Regions from separate parts of the Lactuca sativa genome. Here region 1 is linked to region 2. Evidence: chromatin contacts called from public Hi-C data. All regions are on one chromosome and are shown on one strand. The core of a region is the stretch at or near the end of the contact, and the rest is flanking DNA. Distances in the headings are between cores, read along the strand shown. Region 1 holds the start of LOC111917040. Region 2 holds the start of LOC111917059.

Region 1 (4,174 bases), core at 1,463-3,962, 140 kb after region 2:
TTGACTACTTTAATAGTGTTTTTTTTTTCAATTTTATATTTCATTGTACAACATCACCGTTTGTATGTATTCTGAAATTTCACTTTAAAAATGCTTAATGTTTACACCTTGATATTATTTTTTTTAATAAACTCATGTAATAATTATGGAATATATATCTCATTTTAATTAACATTCATTTCCTTTATTATATCAAATTCCTCATTAAACGGATTTACTTTTGGAAAATAATAATTATAATAGGCAGCATTATATAAGACGTAAATGTTTGATATACTTTTGGAGAAAAAAAATCAGAATCATTAAAAAAAATTTATATAAAGAAAATACAAATTTAAGTTTGTTGAAATTATTGATGAAACTACTGGCGAAATTTTATTTTGAAGGGAGTTGTATTTTGTAAGGTATAATAATATTACAAAATTTGAAATATCTATATTTGTTGTGTAAATTAATAAATTTTATTGTTACTATACAAAGATAAAAAAGTAGGTTGATATGATATACAAAAACATAATATTTTCAATGATATTTTAAAATCATGCCAAAATTAACCGGATTCTTATGACATAAAAGTTAAAAAAAAAAACCATAATCATCTCTAATATATAAAAGTAACATTTTCGTAATTAATGTCAGTTCCCAAGATAGTTAATTTTTGTTTTGTTAAAGGTACCTAATATCTTTTCATGTTTATTTGAAAATTTTCAGAAAAGTAGTTAACTAATTTCATATAATTTGTGACAAAGAAAATCGAAATATATGAATACATACATTTGATATAGGAACAAAAAATAATCGAAAAAAATATAAAAAATGAAAGAAGGTACTGACCTTCTAGCGCACAAGAGCGAATGTTTATAGCAGAGAATGATGATGGAAGTTATAAGCAATATTAACGATGTTGTAGGAGAAGGTTTGAAGAAAATAAACGATTGAAAATAAATATGAGTCGTGAATTCAATGATGAATCGTATATATATATGTGATAATTTGAATATAATTTTTCGGTATTAATGATTTCCTAATAAAAAAAAATTTATATTAATGGTTTACTAATATAAACGGATTTATATTAATAGTTAATATTAAGGTCTTGATTGAAATGATTTGTTAGTAATATGTTTTTAAAACTGACCATATTAAAATCTTCATAACTGAAAACTCAAGATGTAAAATATGGAAAGCTTTTATTGGAATTAAATATATTCCATTTCAACGAATATAAGTTATTGATTGATGATTGCAAAGCATTTATTGGAATTAAATACATTCCATATGGGAAAGATAATGTAAGCAATTTGATCTAAGGGTGGAAAAAATAAGATTGAAATACAATCAATGGTCCAGATTATTTAAGATGATGTAATAAGGTTTCTCTTTTAGTAATATTTAAGATTGATATTGGTAAATTGATTTAATGGTAACTCTTTTGATCTTTGGAAACAATATTGAATTGTACTTGCTTTTACCAACAAATTGTTTTCGAAACAAAGTTTATATAATATTTTTTATAGATGTTTAATTACTTGTTTGGTAATATAAAAAAACGAACGTAAAAATGATATGAATTAATATATATATATATATATATATATATATATATATATATATATATATATATATATATATATATATATATATATATTGTATTTCATTGTAGTTAAAATGATAAAATATTATAACAAAGACATTCGACAAAAAAAATATTAATCATTTTAATTGTTGTTGATATTTTAGGATGGCTAATTGATTAGTTTTATGCGCACAAAATATGGATAATTTTTAAACTAGAAGATATTCCAAGACTTTAGTTTACATCTACGTCAAAAGATAACATATATGTTTTTGGTCTGATATCTTCTATAAAACAAAACATTTAGAAAGTGCTAATATATGCTTGTCGACAAAAGAGACCAAAAATATTACAGACAAAAAACGAACACGAGTTTATATTCGCTTTTGTGTGGATAAGTTGGTGCAAAACTAATTTTGATCGTAAATGTAATTTGATAATCATAATTAAAGTTATTTTACATGAACGTTTTTTTCTACGTACAACTTAATATCATCAATGATCAAATAATTGGAAGAAAATGCGTGCTACAAACAGCTCATTAATAAAATATCGGATGTCATAAAAAGTAACTTAAATTATACTCGATCATATATGAACAAATGCAATAAGATCCAGCAGATTAAATACAAAAATTATGAAGAATCTATATACTTGATAAGGAAATTATATATTATCAACAGAATGTGTCATCGAACCCAATCAAACTCCCCGAACGGTGGTTGGTGTGGGTGGTTCCACCATACTTCTTCTTCTGGTGGCTCGAATGTAGCAGACGATCGACACCACAAAAGCCATAACCAACCCTCCAAGGATCACCCCACCACCGGCAATTGACTTATCGACCGACCCTGAACCATGGTGGTGTTTATGTTGCTTCTCCAAGTACATTCCACTCTCCTCCTTCGCACTCCCACCGTTCCCTTCATGATCCCTTGATGTTGCGGTGGTTGGTGGCTCCGCTTCGCTTACATGATGGTTCCCAAGTTTACGACTTCTGGGTGCTTCAGCTGTTTGCGGTGGTCCAACCACAGAAGGCTCGATTTCTGCAGATGGTGATGCTAGGGTTAGAAATGTGTGTGTTAAGATCAAGAAAAGAAGAAGCAATTGGGCCATTTTTTGCGATGTTTGTATGGATTGCAGTGGAGGTATACAAAGTGCCTTTTTGTGTTTATATATATAGAAGACAAGGGTAGCCTCTTGACAACTGCTCGTTTTCTTATATCATAAATTACTGGATCCAAGAGGCTGTTGCTGTTTGATGTGTACTCTTTGCATTAAAAGTTGTACACAAGTTTGGATTTTACAATTTTATGATATCCTAGATTTCGGGCTTCGGGCTTCGGGCTTGTACTCGTGATGACCTCAGCAGATCTAAATGTTTTGTATGCAGAGTCGATGAACGGCTAACTTTTGGTAATGGGGCCGGGTTGATTTAAGATTTTGTTTTTTTCGACATTATGTTACATTAGATAGTTTGATATTGATATTTTCAATTGAATCAAACAAATAATAATTTTCAGCTTATATAACGTTCAATGATAATTGCACACATCTTCTGGGGTATCATAACTCTAGAAGGAGGCATTAGTTTGATATTGTAATTACTTGTTTATTTACAAATCCTTTGTATTAATTATAAAATTAGGACCACTTGTTGATACATTGTTCGCCAAAATCGGAATTACCAACTGAATATTTAACATAAAAAATAAAATAGTACATATCAATCGAATTTATAAATTAATATAAAAATATGTACACGTGAAAAGAAATAGAATAATTGGAAATACAACTGTTAGGGGACATGATGTATTGTATTTGTGTTGCAATTTAATGATTTTGAAATTAAATAATCAAAGTATAGGAGAAAAATAAGATCAGAATCTTCATATGTGGGTTCCTTTTAACTCTTCATCAAAAATATAGATATAGATATAAAGAGTAAACACCTGTCAAAATTTAATAGCTGAAACAGATAATCTATTCTAATAAATGAAAGTCTTTTTTTGTCATATATTATATTTTCATTCAATTTATCAGATGTCATTTTGTGATTATTTTGAATTAATTTCTTTTTCATATATCATTTCATGGGTTTTTTCTATTTTAATAAATTTCACATGATATTTTAATGTAATAATTATAATAAATATAAAAATAAATAAATATCAATTTCATTAATTGACTTACCTTCTTATTTCAAAATTCTCAAATTAAAGTTCATTAGTTTATTTTGTTTATTTGTTTAAATATAAAAGATGAGAAATTACTTCATACCTTTTATGCTTACAATTATTCTTATCCATTAAAATTATGACAAATCATCATTCAATTTTATTTTATTTGATATATTCATAATATAGCCTTAATGAGTTAGTTAAAAAAAATATAGAATGATGACATTTGTCATAATTTTATTGGGTAGGAACATTTGTAGACATAAAAAATAGGAATCAATTTAATTTCTCATAAAAGATTAAAAATAATCAGTTTTAATTATTCATTATTTTTCTTATTTTTTATAAATCCAATGTTCTTAAATATTTAAACATTTATATTTAATATTTTATAATTAACTCATGTAATACATGAGTC
Region 2 (4,061 bases), core at 429-2,928:
GGTGTTCGCTGCTTATGTGGCAAAACCGCGCTCCCTCTACCGCACCACTCCCTATCAATACTCTACACCTATATGTTCTTCTTGTCCATGGCTTTGTCTCATCTTCTATATTTGCTTCATTACTGATTTCCAATTCACCAAGACGATGTTAAGTCTTTATATGTAACTGTTTCTTCGATGTTAAAAGGAATATGTAGATGGATAAGTTTCATGATTAAACATTAACATGCATTTATAAATAGATAGATAAATACAAGTTTAATGAACATATGTACCAGTATGACAGAAACATTGAATTGTGGTTTAGTTTACCTCAACAGATTTCATTTCCTCTATGCTCTTGTCTATTCTTTGTAATCTTCATTTCCTCTTTTAAAATTCCATAGCTTCCATCATCTTGCAAACTCATATCAAACACTTCTGAATTTGAAGCAGAGTGTTCTGTTCTACCATTTCCCCTCTTTCTATCTTTTCTCCAAATACTCCCACTATCTTTCTGATTGACTCCATCTCGACCCGAATCCAACCCTGTACGAATTCTCCTTCTACTATCCTTTTTCGTGGATTTCGCATTTGCGTTTGTTGAACTCTCGTCATGCCCATTTCTGAGAATCAAACCCGAATCATCATCCGGAAAGGGATACCCAATACCTGTATTGTTTTTCTCAAATTTCCTGGATTTCTCATTATGTTCATCTCTATGAACCAAATCGGGTTCTTCAGGCGAATACCCATCAGTGATTCTTCCGTATGGTTTGATGCTATGAACAACCCCTTTTGGGAAAAACCTAGCGGAAGGAATACCATCTACAGTTTCAAACAACTGGGGTCCATCTTTCTCGGACCATAAATCGAACCCACCCGGTTTCTGAAACCGGTCAGCCAAAACCTTCAATTGCTCATCGGCGCTAGTGGAGAACAACTTCGGGGCTTTCTCTACGACTTCCCACGGCCGTTCGAGCTCCGAAATGGCGGCGCTTAGCTCAGCCCTTTTTCGCATTTCGTAAACCTGGCGTTCACGGGCGAGCCGAGCTCGGAGGAGTTGTTTGGCCTTCTTTGCTTGCATCCGTTTCCACTGCCACTTGGAAACGCCGCCGGGGAATGTTCTTGGACCTCCGCCCATGCGAATTGTCGTTGATGGGGGTGGTTTAGCAATTGAGAGACGAGAGAAACTGGATGTGAGGAATAAGTGGGTGGGGTCAGACACAATCTGGGATGAGAAGGATAAGAGGGATGACGCAGGTGTATTGATTGATAGATGCATCTGAAGAATCGGCGGCGACATGGCAGCGGAAGGTCTCCGAAGAGAGAACAGCCGGATTTCCATTTTCTAGGATTGAGATAAAAGAATTATGGTCCAGAATTTGCAACATATGGTCCCCATACTCTTGTCTGATTGATGATAATGATCCCTTCGGTTGCAACAATTTTCAATGGAATAACGGGTAACAGAGTTACAAGAGTAAACCACATAAATGGTCATGGATGTTCACAAAAGATCATAGGTTTAATCTTTAAGGTTGAGGGGAGGGGTGTTGAGCTCATCAAGTTCCACCTCAACTCCATTAAGGAAGAAAGGGGGAAGAAGGGAGGAAGAAAAAGAGAGGGGATGGGTTGTCGAGTAGAGGAGAAGAAAAGGGTGAAGAAGAAGTCAAAGAGGAGAGAACTTGGCAGTCAGTCGCCAAATTAGGCTTCTGAACTTGGCATGGCGAGTACACGAAGCAGTGTTCACCGAGTCCACATCAGCAAAAGTCAATCCTCTGTCGAGCAGCTCCGTCCAGTATAAATCTTTTGTTTTAACACGAATGATATGTGGTTTCAATTTATTACATTGTTGGTCCATAACCCATCTAAATCATATATTGCACTCTTTTTAATAGATTCTGACATTTTTTCTATACATTTCTCATATTTATATGGATATTAAAAAAGAGGGTACACCAAATCTTACCCCACTTTCTTTTTAACCTTCATAAGAGTCATCACAAAAACATTATCGTCATCGCCATCTGGTTTTGTACTCTTAAAAACCCCTCGTTTAAAACTTCATCACTGGTCACCATGATAGTAATCATATATGAAAGTCAAGCAATATAGGAAGATATTTCTTCTTTCAAATCCTCCAAATATCTTGTAAAACACATGATGTCCTGCATCTCACAATGAATTTATCCAAACATACTCATACATTTTTATTTTAAATGGGTGTACACCCAAAAAGGAAAAAACAAAAGGATATAAAATGTTTATTTTTGCATTTACATAATAATTGTATATTAAAACTTGAATCGATTTGTGTTTCTCTCTCATTATTTCATAGTCATTAGGTATGTATCTCCAAACCATCACATTCAAACCTTCAATTGACTTTATAATCTTCTTTATTTTCATTTCTATATACTTCTGTTTCATATTTCTTCGTGCCAATGGAACTTTTAGTGTGTGTTTGTGTGTATCATGTAAATATATGTGATTAGTTCCCAACTTTCTTTGCAATATATCCATCACCGATAAGGAAGAATGTGACCCATGGTGTTGGTGTCACTGGTAACTAAGACTATTGACTTCCTTCTTACAATCATCATTAATAAGTCCTATTCATAAGTATACTCCTTTCATTTAATATATGAATAGCATTACATTCATTTAACTATATATTCATTAAAAATACATGATATGCATTATATAAATATTAATGGATCAAAACTTAAAACGTTTATTAAACCATCAAAACGTATTTATATAATAGTATCCTTAGCCACCGAGAAAGCGGATGACTGTAAATAGAAAACAAGATAACAATTAAATTCAAACTAAGATGAACGAGGAGATAGAAGCCGATAAGGACTCTCAAATTCCTTTACTCCTCTCAAGTTGGAGCATGTAAGTTTTGAATGTCCAACTTATTCAGCGAGAAATGAAGACGTTGTGATCCCAATGCCTTTGTAAATAAGTCAACAGCTTGATGTGTGGTGTGTATGTGCATATGATGAATATCTTTTGATTCAACATGCTCACAAACAAAGTAGCAATTCGTCTCTACATGCTTGGTTCTTTCATGAAACATACGATTGTTAGCGATATGTCTCGTTGCTTAATTGTCAAAAAATAAAGGTGTAGGCCAAATAGGAGATGCTTCCAGATCATTCAACAGCCACCATAACCATAATGTGTTCACTAACTGAAATCAACATGGCTCCATATTCTGCTTATGTGGAAGAACGTGAAACTACAAACTGCTTTTTGGTCTTCCAAGAGATGGGAGCACCATCAAGAGTGAGTAAATACCTGGTACATGACCGTCTGGTGTAAGAACATCCTAGCCAGTCTGTATCACAACAAGTAGCAAGATTCATCCCTCCAACTTTTGGTAAAAAAATGTCTTGGCCTGGTGTTGATTTCAAGTAACGTAAAATCCCGTTTGTTGGGTCCATCTGTGTTTTCAGTGGATCCGAAAAGAACTGGCTCAAAATATTTATTGAATATGCTAAGTTGGCCCTAGTGGCTTGTAAATAAAGAAGTCTTCCCCTGAGTCGTCGATATTGACTACCATCAACATGAGGAATGTCCTTGCTTTCATCGATCTTTAAATTATGCTCCATTAGGAAATTTCAAGGATGAAAACCTTACATTCTGCTATCTTAAATTATATCTAAGTTATAGTTTCGTTAACTCAAGACTAGACCATATGATGTTCGAGCCGCCTCACTGCCCAGAAAATACTTCAACGGGCCCAAATCCTTGATGCTAAACATTTTATCTAGATAGGCTTTAGTTGCTTGTATCTTAGACGCATCATTCTCAACGAGTACAACATCATCCACATAAATGAGAGAAGCAATGAAACTTCCTTGTTGCTTACAAGTAAAAAGTGAATGATATGCATACGATTGCCTAAAACTGATCTTGAGTGTAACACTCGGTTTCAGGTATGTTACCTTTTAGTCCTTGGGTCATGGTTTTTATTACAAAAGAGGTACCTTCGCACGTAGGGTGTACATATACATACGCTTAGCATACATTGGTGAATTGATTGTAGGCTTGAACCACGTACGAGGGGA

Evidence for each region. A called contact is a pair of places that touch in the nucleus more often than the background predicts.
Region 1: a contact with region 2 is called in a Hi-C map of leaf, with 3 times the contacts expected there. The contact joins the promoter of LOC111917040 here to the promoter of LOC111917059 in region 2. A contact is called at or near these places in 2 of 4 Hi-C or Micro-C datasets (leaf and seed).

Annotation. Positions count from the first base shown.
Region 1 is chr8:129,534,237-129,538,410 of Lsat_Salinas_v11, forward strand. LOC111917040 reads right to left here and starts at 2,713. Exons shown (of 1, transcript XM_023912695.3): 1 at 2,118-2,713. The coding sequence starts at 2,692. The coding sequence ends at 2,279.
Region 2 is chr8:129,395,028-129,399,088 of Lsat_Salinas_v11, forward strand. LOC111917059 reads right to left here and starts at 1,679. Exons shown (of 2, transcript XM_023912714.3): 1 at 313-1,679. The coding sequence starts at 1,327. The coding sequence ends at 314.